Linked DNA regions of Mus musculus: region 2 is linked to region 1. Evidence: chromatin contacts called from public HiChIP or PLAC-seq data. All regions are on one chromosome and are shown on one strand. Each heading gives the region's core, a stretch centred on a gene start, on an enhancer-like site or on the middle of the called end of the contact. The rest is flanking DNA. Distances are from core to core; before and after follow the strand shown.

Region 1 (6,555 bases), core at 2,476-4,975:
AGTTGTAGGATCAGGTTTGTAAACAGATTCTTGAAAATAGTAAAGAAAATAGAGCTACCTCTCTGAGCCAGCAGGTTTTTACCTCAGTTTTTGAATCCCATGTCTAGACTCATTAGTATAAATACTAGATTTGAAAGGTTACAAGATATGATGGCACATGCCTGTAATCCTGGCACTCAGGAGGAATAGGCAGGTGGTTCTCTAAATTCAAAACCATCCTGGCACGCTGGTCTATAGAGTGGATTCTAGGCCAGGCAGGACTACATAGCTAGACACTGTCTCAAAGGAGTTTACTCATACCCAAAAAAATTAGGAAACCTACATTTTTAAAAGAAGAAAAACAGCTGAGGCCTGGTGTGGTGACAAAGGCCTTAATCCCAACACTCAGAGTTAGAGGTAGGTGAATCTCTGTGAGTTCTGACCCTGTCTCTCTCTCTCTCTCTCTCTCTCTCTCTCTCTCTCACACACACACACACACACACACACACACACACACACACACACACACACAAAAGAGAGACAAGAAAAAGCAGATAGGGCTTAACTGAGTCAGACATGAAACAGATGGAAGAAGTTGCTATATGATATCAAAATGTCCATTTTTCTACAACCACAAAGGAAACAAAGAAATGGAGGGAAGAAATGGACAGTAATCATCTCTCAGTAATCTCAACTATGAATTTAAATGAAAATGTAATTATATATATATATATATATATATATATATACATATATATTCTATCTAAACATATATCTTTATATATAACATAAATGTTTTTATATAATATAAAAATACAGGCAACAGGGCCAAGTAGCAAGATGTCTCAAAACAATAACAGAAAAAAAAAAAAAGAATGAGAAGGAAAAGAAAAGAGAGAGGGCCTGGGCATCACCTCGAATGCCTTTAATCACAGCTCAAGTCAGAGGTTCGTGGGTCTCAGTGAGTTTGAGGACAGCCTGATCTACAGAGGAGTTCCAGGACAGCCAGAGCTACATAATAGAGAGAACCTGTCTCAAAAACCAACAAGAAAATCACTTCAAGAAAGTAAAAGGAGTCTCTAGAATTAGAGAAAATATTCATGATTTGACTATCTCATCAGAGATTAATACTGCAAATATACAAGAGTTCCTAAAATGCAACACAGCAATTATATCTACCAACTGAATTAAGAACTGTCAATGGAAGCCAGACATGGTGGGGCACTAATTTAAGCCCAACACTTGGGGGCCAGAGGCAGGGAGAGAGGCAGAGAGGCAGAGGCAGGCAGATCTCTGTGTGTTCGAGATCAGCTGGGTCTACAATGCAAGTCCCAGGGCAGCCAGGGCTGTTATACAGAGAAAAGGAGGGGGAGGAGGGGGAGGGAGAGGGAAAAGGAGAAGGAAAATTAAGAAAGAAAGAAAGAAAAAGAAAGAAAGAAAGAAAGAGAAAGAGAAGAAGAGAGAAAGAAAGAGAGGAAGAGAGAAAGAAAGAAGAAAATGGAAGAACTCAAGGGACATTTTCCTAAGATTATACAAATGGCCAACAAGCACATGCAAAGACTTTCAGTATTACTAATTACTAGGGAAATGTAAATCAAGTTTACAGTGAAGTGATGCGTTTATTAGAATGGACACTATCAAAAGAGCAGGAAATCTGCGTTTATAAAGATATGAAATACTTGTTATTCATGGTTGTTGCTGTTGTTCAGGCAGGGTCTCACACAGTAATCAGGAATGGCCTGGAACTCATCAAGTGGCACAGGCTAGCCTCAAACTTGCAGCAATCCTGTTGCCCCAGCCTCCTGAATGCTAGAATTACAAAATGAGCCAAGGTGTTCATATCAGGGGCAATGAAAAATTATATACCTGCCACTGAGAGCGGCGTGACCCACACCAATGCAAATACCTCTGCTGAGATTCCATCTCACTCCAGTCAGAAAGGCAATCATTAAAGATAAATAACAAGATAACAACAAATGCTGGCAAGGATTTGGAAAGAAAGAACCCTTATATACTATTTGTGGGACTATAAACAGATACTATGGAAGACAGAAGATTCCTAAAACTAGAGCTACCGTCTGATCTAGTTGACATACATACATACATATATATATGTATGCACACACACACACACATATATACAAATGAATGATTGTCAGTACACAAGAGATACCTACAATATGCATATTTTATCACAACACTACTCCCACAACGGACAAGTTACAGAACCAAACCAGACACCCACCAAGATATGAATTGTTTAAAATATATACACATACAATGGAATATTAGAATCAAAGTCAAAGCTAGGAATATAGCTCACTAGATATAGCCCAGTTGGAGTGATTGCCTATCATATATGAGGTTTTTGGGTTTGATATCCAGAACTGAAAACTAAGAACTGCCAGGAATGGTTACTGTGGTTGTTTGACTAGATGCCCCTCACAGTCCTGGGCACTTGAACACTTGTTTCCAGTTGATGGCTATTTGCGGAGGAGCAAGTGTGGCCTTGCTGGAGAAATTATGTCACTGAGGACAGGCTTTGAGGTTTCAAAAGACTCCTATCAGCTTAAGTTAGCTCAAGACTTTCTGTTTGTGCTTAGAGAAATATGCTCCCAGCTGCTGCCCTAGCTGCTCGCTACCTCCGAACCGCCATAACGATGGCTATCCCTCTGGAACCGTGAGCGCCAAATAATCTTTTATAGTTGCCTTGGCCATGTGTTTTATCACCGAATAGTAACTGACAGCCCTTTCTGTATCCTCAGCACTTCTCCCAAATAAATCTCCTAGAACTCTGTAGACGATATGCTGGCCTTGAACTCAGAGATCCATCTGCCTCTGCCTTCTGTGCGCTGGGACTTAAGGTGTGCGCTACTGCACCCCCACAAATCAAACTTCCTGAACAACCACTTAAACCTTGTAAATTACTCTGAATAATTTTCCTTAAAAACAAACACCAATAACAACGGAGAGGCGCCTACACATAACAGTTGCAAAATACTCCTATGCAAAATTCTCCCTTGAAAAGGCCAAGAAACCCATACTCACCCTTGGGCTTTATCTTGTTTTGTTTTGTTTTGTTTTTTCCCCCTGAGCACCTATTAGCCACTGTGCTCAAGAGTGCTAAAATTATCTTTTAATAAATCCCAATTCTGCTTCATATTGGTTTGTCATGAAGTTGTTTTCTACAAAACCATGAATCTTGCTTTTTCCTGAAAAGACGTTTTTAAGGGGAAAACGTCTTAGGCTGCAGACTGAGTTCCACACTATCCTTGGGTACAGCGTGCGACACAGAACAAACAGAAACCGCGAACACGCTGCGGTCCTGGTTCCCAGACTGGAACGTGACAAACCCAAACTTTTTTTGTTTTGAGACAGCATCTTACTACTTGGCTGTGCTGCCTTTGAACTCTTCAGCAATCTTCCTTGCCTTCGCTTCTCGAATATTTTTAAGGTTTTTTTCCCCTGCTATGCCAGGCTTGGCATCAAGTTTACTACTTGCTTGTGAGAGTCTGCGCAGCCGCGAAGAATGGAGTCCGTGTCTGTTTGCTCAGTTGGGAACCAATAAAGTTGAACGCCTTCAAAGGGGGCCTAGCCTCTTAGGCAGGGCTGGGTAATCTTGACAAGGAACCAGACTGGAAACTCGCGCGCTTCCAGGTCCTCCCGACCTCCGTGAGCAGCGTAGTCCTCCCTACAGGCGGAGCTTTCGTGCTGAGGAAAAGTTGCGGGGGGGACTTCCGGTGCTAGGGACCACGCGTGGGCGGGGTTTCCGGTACGGCGGCGAGCGCGGCTGTGGCAGTCTTTCCCGGTAACAAGAGGCGCCCGTGCGGGGCAGCAGCATCATGAAGCCTAGACCCGGGGTTTTCGTAGACAGGAAACTGAAGCAGCGGGTCATTCAGGTGCGTGTGTGTCTGCGGACACTGCATCTCCATTTGCGCGCGGCTGCCTGGCTTGGCGCCTCTGGCCGCCGCCGCCGGGTTCCAGCATGGTCTGGATGTTCCCTTGCGGCTGCCGTAGAGAAACAGGCCTGGGAGCCTGGAGGCTTTGACATTATTTTTCTTATTTTCGTATCTTGGAAGCACTGTGTGGTGGACGCCTTCAGTGGCGTAGTCAGAGATACGAATTAAAGGGAGGGAGAGGTTTGGATTTTGTTTGGCGGTCGTACTGTGTAGCCCTGCCTACCCTAGACCTCGTTTGTGGACCAGGCTAGCTTTGAACTAGAGCCCCATCTTCCTCTGCTCCAAGGCTGGGTTAAAGGCTGCACCAACCACGCCCCGCAAGGCATTTTTGTATTTGTTTCCCATTTTTCACTGGTGGAATTTCGGGGTTTTTAAAAATTGGAGTTTCAAGAACTTAGATTGTTTTTCCTTGATCTGCCGTCCTTGCTTATTTTGGGGTTCGAAAGTTCTCTTAAGTTTTCAATTCTCTGGGCTTCTTGTATCCCTTCTTTCTTCATACTCCTTTCTTTCAAAAGATTTATTTATTTATTAGATGTAAGTACACTGTAGCTGTCTTCGGTTGTGAGCCACCATGTGGTTGCTGGGATTTGAACTCAGGACCTTGAAAGAGCAGTCACTGCTCTTAACGGCTAAGCCATCTATCTCTCCAGCTCCTTCTTACTCCTTTCTCACCTCCATACTTTTTACTAGATCTCATTCAGCCTAACACCTTTAAGTATGAGCTACCCTGTGACCCAAATTTGTATGTTTTACTGTTGGTTTCATTTTGTTTTTCTTTTCCGAGTCAGGGTTTCTCTGTGTAGCCCAGGCTGTTCTGGGACTCCTTCTGTAGACCAGGCTGGCCTCTTCCTTCCTCTCTGCCTTCCTAGTTCTGGGATTAAAGGTGTGGGCCACCTTAAAGTCAACAGGCCTTAGAGTTAAGTTATTCTTTACCTAAAAAATGTACTCACCTACTTTTTGTTACTGTTTTGAGACAGAGTCTCTTGAATTTTTCTATAGCCAGTTTCCTAGCTACCTCTGCTCAGTGCCCCAGGTTTTGCCTTTAAAAGAAAAATAGAGTATTTTTATTTTACTAGCATTTTATTTTATATGCTTTGATGTTGTGTCTGCACATACGTCTGTGTGAGGGTGTAGATCCCCTGGAACTGGAGTTATGGACAGTTGTGAGCTGCCATGTGGGCGCTGGAATTGACACCACCTTTCATCCAGTTGTTAAAGCGTAAACGCTCGATTGTGTTGGGGTCCAGGAGTCACCCTACAAACTATACAAACACCGATCTCAGACAGAGATGGTTTATTGAAGGTATAGCCTGCGTGGCTCTGACAGCCCTGAAACTCTTTGTAGACCAAACTTGCCTCAAACTCAGAGAGATCCGACTGCCTCTGCCTCCTGAGTGCTTGGATGTAAGGGGTGCGCTACCCAAGCCTGGCTGATGTGGTACTTAAAAAAAAATTATGTTCATGATATGCTTTTTTATTTTGTGGTACACTTTATTGCTTAAGAATTTATATTGAATTATGTGTTGGAATAACTCAACCTCTTATTTATTAGTTAAAATGTCTAAGTTAATTGTCATATTTTCTCTTTCAGTACCTCAGTAGTAACAGATGTGGCAAATATGTGGACACTGGAATCTTAGCATCCGACTTGCAAAGACTGTACAGGTAAAGAGGTGTGCTGCTAAATCCTTGATCCCCCCCCCCCCCCACACACACCTAGTTTTAAATAGTCCGACTTCCTTAATTTTTCAATTGATTTCAGTGGTTGCTAGCATCATCTTACCAATTCATAAACCTGGACCTTAAGTCAGTCATAAAAACATCTATAGTCTATATATACAGTGACTATATATACAGTGTTAATTCCTTTTACCAGAGGAAATGGTTTCTTTTCATCCATTAATAACTCTTCAATTGGCCAGGAGATAGAGCTGTTGTTGTTGTACTTCCTTTTCTGTTTCATCAGAATATTAAAGCAATCAAGCATTTCTTCCTCAACTTTCAGGCTCTATCAAGGAATGTGAGTCAGGCCTGGTAGCCATATGTAATCCCATCACCTAGAAAACTGAGGAATGAAGGTTTCAGGCTGAATAAAGAACAACAGTGAAATCTCTCAATTTGTAAAATAATTGTATTCTTTAAAAGTTCAGTTCTTTTAAAACTATTCAAAATGGGGGATTAGAGAGATGGCTCAGCAGTTAACACGTACTGCTCTTCTAGACATCTTGAGTTCAATTCCCAGCATCCACATGGTGATTCACAACTGTCTGTAATAGAGTCTGATATCCTCTTCTGGTATGTCTGAAGACAGCTACAGTGTACTCATATACAAAAAAAAAAACGTCTTTTTTAAAAAAAAAGAAACCTATTTAAAATGGGTTTACATAAATGGCAGATAGGTTCCAGCTTAGGTAGCTAAACTTGGGTTTTTCACTATCATGAATGAATGGTTTAATAATTGAAAGTCTTGAAGGAGCTGTACTACAGAGCAATAGTGATTAAAAACTGCATCGTATTGATACAGTGACAGGCAGTAGATCAGTGGAATAGAATTGAAGACCCAGAAATGAACCCACACACCTATGGTCACTTGATCTTTGACAAAGGAGCTAAAACC
Region 2 (6,555 bases), core at 1,098-3,597, 160 kb after region 1:
AACTCAGAGAAGGCTTGATGGACAGGTGAGAAAGATACCAGACATCCTGAGTATCCACTTCTTCATAATTGTCAGGTACTTTGGGATTCACAGGCCTATGTAGAGACCCTCAGGTGAGAGCAAAGAGATGGTCCAGTAAGGTGGGCATCAGAGGTTGCCCATTTCCTGCTTGGGTGACCCTCCCTGGCAGACAAGGTCCCTAATGAATGAAAATGGCGGTCTATAATGAGAGGGTAGTGGAAGCCCTTGCCATTATGGCTCCATCTGACCTAGCCAAGTCCTCCCCAGGCCCTGGGAGTCCTCTCTGGGAACAGGAGAACACAGCCCCTCACCTCATCTCTCTTCCCCACAGGATGAAGGTCTTTGTGCCCACTGGCTATTCAGCCTTCCCTTCTGAGATCCTGCATGCCCCAGAAAAGTGGGTGAAGGTCAAGTACCCCAAACTCATCTCCTATTCCTACATGGAACGTGGGGGCCACTTTGCTGCCTTCGAAGAGCCCAAGCTTCTGGCCCAGGACATCCGCAAGTTCGTGTCCCTGGCTGAGCTGCAGTGATGACGCTACACACCAACCATGGCTTTAGCAGCAGCCCTGGTTCCTTCCCAGTCATACTTATGGAAGATGTGCCCTTCCAGAGGAATAAGTTTGTTCCCTGACCACACTGGGGGACCCAGACTTCAACCCCACAGAGTCCTCTCTTACCACCCCCATATGCTTCGCCCCACTGCATAGCTGTGTTAAGCTACATGGCTTTAATGATAAATGGGTTTATTTCTAAGAGTGTGTGGGCCAGATACCTTGTGTTTCTTAGATACCCACGTGGATCTCCCATTCCAAGAGAGTTGCTGTGTCCTCTCCATCCCCTGTCTTGGAGAGTCCTGCTGGGCCCTCTGACCTTGGCCCTGCTGACTAGGACAGAGGGACACCTAGGTGCCACCAGCAGTCAAGGCCATGCTGCCTAGGCCGCCTCAGGAGACCCCTGGCAGCTCTTGAGCCACTCACAGTACACAGGGCTCTGGGAACAGAGAATATATAGCTGGCAGTTGTCATTGAGAAGGCCTAAGTATCCCGGGCCCAGTAATGTCTCCAAATGAGCCCAGAGTGGTCTGTAAAGTTGTTTGGTCCCATGGTGCTCGGCTGAGGTAGAAGGAAGGATTCCTCCGTGTTTGGCTCTGTTCCACTAGAGCAGGGCCTCTCCCTGTCGTGATCCTATGTCTCAGGCATTCCCAGGGGCAGCTTGGAGGATGCTCTTAGCCAAATGTGACTGCCTATCTCCAGTATCACACTGGGAAAACACTAAGTGGTCCCTGACTTTTTGCAGTTGGTGGCTTCAGGACTAAGAACCCTCCAACCCCCAACCTGCCTGCCCCCACTTCCACTCTGTCTTCACATCCCTCTAGAACTCTCATGGCACTGAGCCTTCCACCTTAGAAAGAACAGACACTTGAGGAGCCTGCTAGAATCCCTAGGAGGGCAGAGAGATGGGGTCTTACCAGCTGGGCCCAGTGGGTGCTTTATTTATTGTGTTCTTTATCTCTCTTTACTCTGGTGACCTCAAACCTCCACTCTGATCCAGCCAGAGTTCCAGGTAACATGATACAAAAACACAGAACAACATATGTGGAGATATGTGTGCAGCTGCTAGGAACATGCTACAATTGGCAATGGTAGGTACCTGGTCCCTACACCTCCCTGCGGGGCGTCCCTAAGTGGGGCTGCACAGAGGTTCTGGAACCCAGCTGGACTCCATCTCAGAGCTGACTACTGCAAGATAGCAACAGAGATGTTTCCCTCGCCTCTCAGTGGAAACACACCTTCCTGGTGCTGCGTTCTGGGAGAGCCTCACTTTATATGGGAAACCAAGCTGGCTGTGGAGATTTGTCCGTTATACTCCTGCCTGGCACAGGCTGAGAATGACGCCTCTCCCCCACCCCTCTGATCTACTCTCTTGCCGTTGAAGGCCCTCAGGTGTCCCTGGGTAATGATGGTCTCTGTGGACCTTCTCATCAGGACTCTCTTAGTGTTGGCAGGGCCTCAGATGTCCTTCAGTAATGATAGTATCTGGAGACCTTCTCATCGGGGACTTGTCCAAGGACAGACAATTCTAAGAAGAGTCTCTGACCTCAGGGAAACATCAGCTGGCAAGGCCAAGGCTACTTCCCTGCCCTGCCCTGCCCTGAGGTCCCGGGGCTCTCAGAGACTCAGTCTCTCCCGATAGCAACATCTGAAGGCTAAAAACAGGGAGACTCGGGAAGGAACGGGGTCCTGGTGTCTCCTGGCATCTCTCTGGCACTTCCCTCTAGCAAATGCCCGATAAGATTGCTGAATTCAGAAGGGCGTGTGTTTGCCGCCCCCTTGTGGCTGTCCGAGGACCTCACACGGGCACATGAAAGGCCAGTGACAAAACTTCAGGCACCCACAGAACCTTCTGTTGTGGCTGTACTGAAGGTCCAGTTCTCCAGGCAGTGGGTCCTAGAGATGACCAGTGAGGAGGGCACAACAGCCCAGGGCATGGGCATCCATCCTACAAAGCTGCCCCTTTACCTACACAGGAGGTCTTTCAATATTCTGAACAATCCAAACAGCTAGATACATGAAACTGCTGAAGCCTTACCCACCACTTCCTGCACACAGTAACTGGGTCTGGCACAGTGTGTAGTGCCGCTATCGAGACCGGGTTTCTCTGTATAGCCCTAGTGCCGCTATCGAGACAGGGTTTCTCTGTATAGCCCTGGCTGTCCTGGAACTTACTTTGTAGACCAGGCTGGTCTCGAACTCAGAAATTCGCCTGCCTCTGCCTCCCAAGGGCTGGGATTAAAGGCGTGCATCACCATGCCCGGCTTTAAAAAAAAAAAAAGGCAGGGACTTCTTTTTCTTCTTCATAATTCTGTGGATCAAAGATTCTTCAAGGGTCTCACTCAGCATCTATACCTTTTTCCTCATATGTTAAAAACACTCACTTTTTGCATAAAGGAATCTATCTGAAGTCCTGTCTTGTCAGTCTGAATGCCACATGATGTCCCAGTGGAGGCATCAGTAAGTGGAATAATGGCCCCTCGCCCCAAGCACTGGCCACTGGTCCAGTTGACAGTCCTGAAACTGGAGAGGAAGGGGCAGGAAGGTAACCTGGTGTGAATGCATGGGGACAGGCTTCATGCAGGGTGTGAGGGACACAAAACTATCTGTGCTGGCTGATGTGTGAGTGCACTCACGAGTTTATTTCTAAAAGGAGATACAAATTTGAAAGAAACCCAAACTAACCCTATTTCTAGAATACATGATCCTATCCTTAAAAGATTCTAAAGGGAGCTGGAGGGATGGCTCCGCAGTCAAGAGCACTGGCTGTTCTTCCAGGAAAGCCTGACTTCCTCAGCACCTGTGAAACAGATCACAACCATCTGTGACTCTGGTCCCTGGGGAATCTGCCGCCCTCTTCTGGCCTTTGAGGGTAACCAGCACACATATGGTACACAAACATACATGCGGGCAAAACTTTTATACAATAAGAAAAATGAAGTAAAACACTCTTAACTTGGTAAAGAGCGAAGCCCGGGATACAAAGGCGACAGATAAAGCCCTGTCGCTTTCCTGTGCACCAATAACAAACTTGAGAAAGAACTCGTTCTCCATGCACAATAGCTTTTAAAAAGTAAAATGCCAGGGTTAGAGGGATGGTTCCGCAGTTAAGAAGACTGCCTGCTCTTCTATAGGGTCAAATTCCCAACATCCATATGGTGACTCAGCTATCTGTGACTCCAGCACCAAGAGATCCAATGGCTTGTCTGGCCTCTGTGTGCATGTGGTGCACAAACATACAAGCAGGCAAAACACCCATATACATATCAGAATAAACATCTAAAGTTAATTTTAAAACAAAATAGGAATACATGTATATAGATGTAATTCTTGGGGGATTTTCTTCGCACGCACTCACGCGCGCATACACACATACACACACACACACACACACACACACACACGCTCTCAAATAACTGCAGGACATTACTACACCTGTTCTAGCCCATTCTAGATCTCAAATAAGGACACAGAGACTTGGTATTTTTATTAACAAGCTGAAAGCCCAAGCTGGACAGGTTCTGAGCTATTCTAACCCAACAGGACATAAAAAGGTCCTGTTACTTGCCATCTGGTCTTGTCCTGGCTCTCTCTGTCCATGTGTGTCCTCATGGCTGCTCTTTCATGGCAATCTCATGTGAATCTTCCTGTTCTCTACACATGGTTTCTCCACATCTCCTCATGGTCCTTCTCTGCTCTTCTCTCTCTCTCTCTCTCTCTCTCTCTCTCTCTCTCTCTCTCTCTCTCTCTCAAACACACACACACACACACACACACACACACATCTCTTTGGGACCTCCCTGACTGGAATCAGAAGTCCCACTCTATTCTCTTCTGTTCTGCCAACTGGCTGATCAGCTCATTTAGTTATCAATTTAGTTCATCAGAGGTGATAGAAAACGATTTTTACATAGTGTAGTGACCAGAAATGCTTGACCGTGCCATCCTCTGGACCACAACCAGATGTCTGGGCACAGAGATCAGCATATGAATACAATTGCACAAAACCATCCCCCAACATTTTCCCTTTTAATCCAATAAAAGTTTCTTTCTCCTATATTAGTAAGATATGTGTGTGTGTGTGTATACAATTATGAAACTTATCAAGTAAAAATTACATTCACAATGTTCAGTCTGTTTGTATTTGGCAGCCTTGTGAAAAGTGCTCCACTATCTATCTTATCTTGGGGAGTTAGTTCGTGCATAAATCATTTTCTATCAAAACTTGCATATATGTAAACCTAAGAATATCTTCTTAGACCTTAAAACTTTTTCTCAGATCCCCAACAATTAAACCTTAAATGTGAGAGTATGACAACCTAGTCCTCAACCCCATCACAGATTTGAAAAGGATAAACCTGAATATGCAGGGAGTTCAGAGCAAGCAACTTCCACAACTATAGAAATAACAGGTGTGCAGGTTGCTTAGAAAGTCACCCGAAATTTCACTGCATTGATAGAGCATCCATCTTTAACCTTCTGGCCCAGAATCTCTGGCAGACTTTTTTGTGAAGCAGGAGTTATGAAGGACTGCCTACCTTGTCTTGACAAAGCTCGGCAGTCAGCTTCCCCGCTTCCCGTTTGTCCAGAGTGGACAGCATCCTGTCTACAGTAAAGGGCAGGTTTTTGCTTGGTGGCCAGCGTCACACATTTGAAGCAAACTCCATATGGAGACACTTTGATGTTCATCATCCACTTTGAAGTAAAATGGAGGCGTTGCCAGGAACAGACATGTCACTGTCACAAAACACCTTTTATTAACAAAATATCTCTAAATGCCATATTCTAGAGAGCTCTGAGGTTTTTGAGGAATATGTACCTATCTATAGTATATCTGCGCTTGCTTCTAGCTATCTACTGTTTGCTTAACTTTTAAAAACATCTATGAAAGGGGCTAAATGGAGCTTATTTTTGTAATTAACTAAAATAGTATCTAACATGAGCAATGTGTTTGTTTGATTGACTACTAATTTGCATTTCTTATTTATCCTAAACAGCTTGTAATAGCAGCTTTCAAAAGAACTAGAATTTTAAACTGCCTGTTTAAATGAGTTACAAACAGGTTCAATACTTTAAATACCTTATATTATGTTGTAACATAATATAAACTTAAATCTGTATCAATATACAAAGTCCATGCCAAATGTAAAATATTGGGCTTGTTGATGTTCTTTGGTCTAAAAGTAGATTTGATACTCTACCCTTTTATTTCTCATTCCTGTACCCCCCCCCTTTTCCTTTCACCCCTTTCCCTCACTTTTCCCTTAACATTAGATAAGAGAGAAAGGAAAGAGAAAAGTAAAAGAGAGGGGAAAAAATCCCAGAATATAACCACTCTTGCTTTGTTTCCTCCCTGACCAAGACCATTAGCAACTTGTAACCAACTCCCCTAAAACAACAACAAACACACTTCACTCACTGAACGACCAAAACCTACCCACTCTACTTTATGGGAATGGGTTACCATTCTCTTAAACCTACTTCCCACTGTCTGTGAGTGTCGTTTCCTTTTGGAAGCCCAAAGAAAATTGGGATATTGGCCAATCTCAAGAAAGTTAGCTGTAATCTTTGTTGCCCAGTCTCTGTGTGCTATAAAAGTTCAGGGCTTGAATGAAGTCCTGATTGGAACAGTCTGAGAGGCTGGACCAACTGGGGTCAGCAGCTTTGAAGCTGTCCTACAAGCAAGCTGTGATGAAACAGTTAATGAGGCAGTCTGAGGTTGGATAAAGCAGGATGCTAGAATAAATACGTCTCAATGTCTCAGCATCCAAAAGGGTAAATCTTGACAGGGCCTCTTACCATCATTGGCATCTGTAAACATATAAACTTTCACTGGAAATATACATTTAGCCAATGTATGGAATGTGCAATGTGCACAATTTAACTAAAAATGATTCTCTGCTTTCTGTTCAAGCAGGTAAAACATCTGTCTTTCTTTTATAATTTAGTTTGGACTGGATAACCAAACTGTAATATAATT

The links. HiChIP or PLAC-seq counts read pairs in DNA pulled down with a chosen protein or histone mark.
Region 2: an H3K4me3 HiChIP or PLAC-seq map of the SCID.adh cell line shows a contact between it and region 1, with 16 read pairs. The contact joins the enhancer-like site here to the promoter of Nvl in region 1. A contact is called at or near these places in 28 of 39 promoter capture datasets (the 3T3-L1 cell line, 3T3-L1-derived adipocytes, the C10 cell line and 19 more), 2 of 15 datasets of contacts at CTCF or cohesin (large pre-B cells and pro-B cells), 22 of 484 Hi-C or Micro-C datasets (the AtT-20 cell line, B cells, the Ba/F3 cell line and 15 more), 15 of 115 datasets of contacts at active chromatin or transcription factors (the 230-238 cell line, the HPC-7 cell line, the SCID.adh cell line and 7 more) and 4 of 9 other capture datasets (adipose tissue, liver, macrophages and 1 more).

The regions. Positions count from the first base shown.
Region 1 is chr1:181,141,374-181,147,928 of GRCm38.p6, reverse strand. It overlaps Nvl (nuclear VCP-like), which reads left to right and starts at 3,725. Exons shown (of 23, transcript NM_026171.2): 1 at 3,725-3,878; 2 at 5,530-5,603. The coding sequence starts at 3,822.
Region 2 is chr1:180,983,778-180,990,332 of GRCm38.p6, reverse strand. It overlaps Ephx1 (epoxide hydrolase 1, microsomal), which reads left to right. Exons shown (of 9, transcript NM_010145.3): 9 at 353-777. The coding sequence ends at 554. Among named protein-coding and RNA genes, the nearest start is that of Ephx1, 31 kb to the left of the region's middle. Within about 2 kb of position 2,347, at least 28 of the 459 cell types and tissues checked have an H3K27ac peak or open chromatin away from gene starts, as enhancers often do. A contact at or near this core is called in the 230-238 cell line, B cells, CD8 T cells and 2 more, where this site is marked.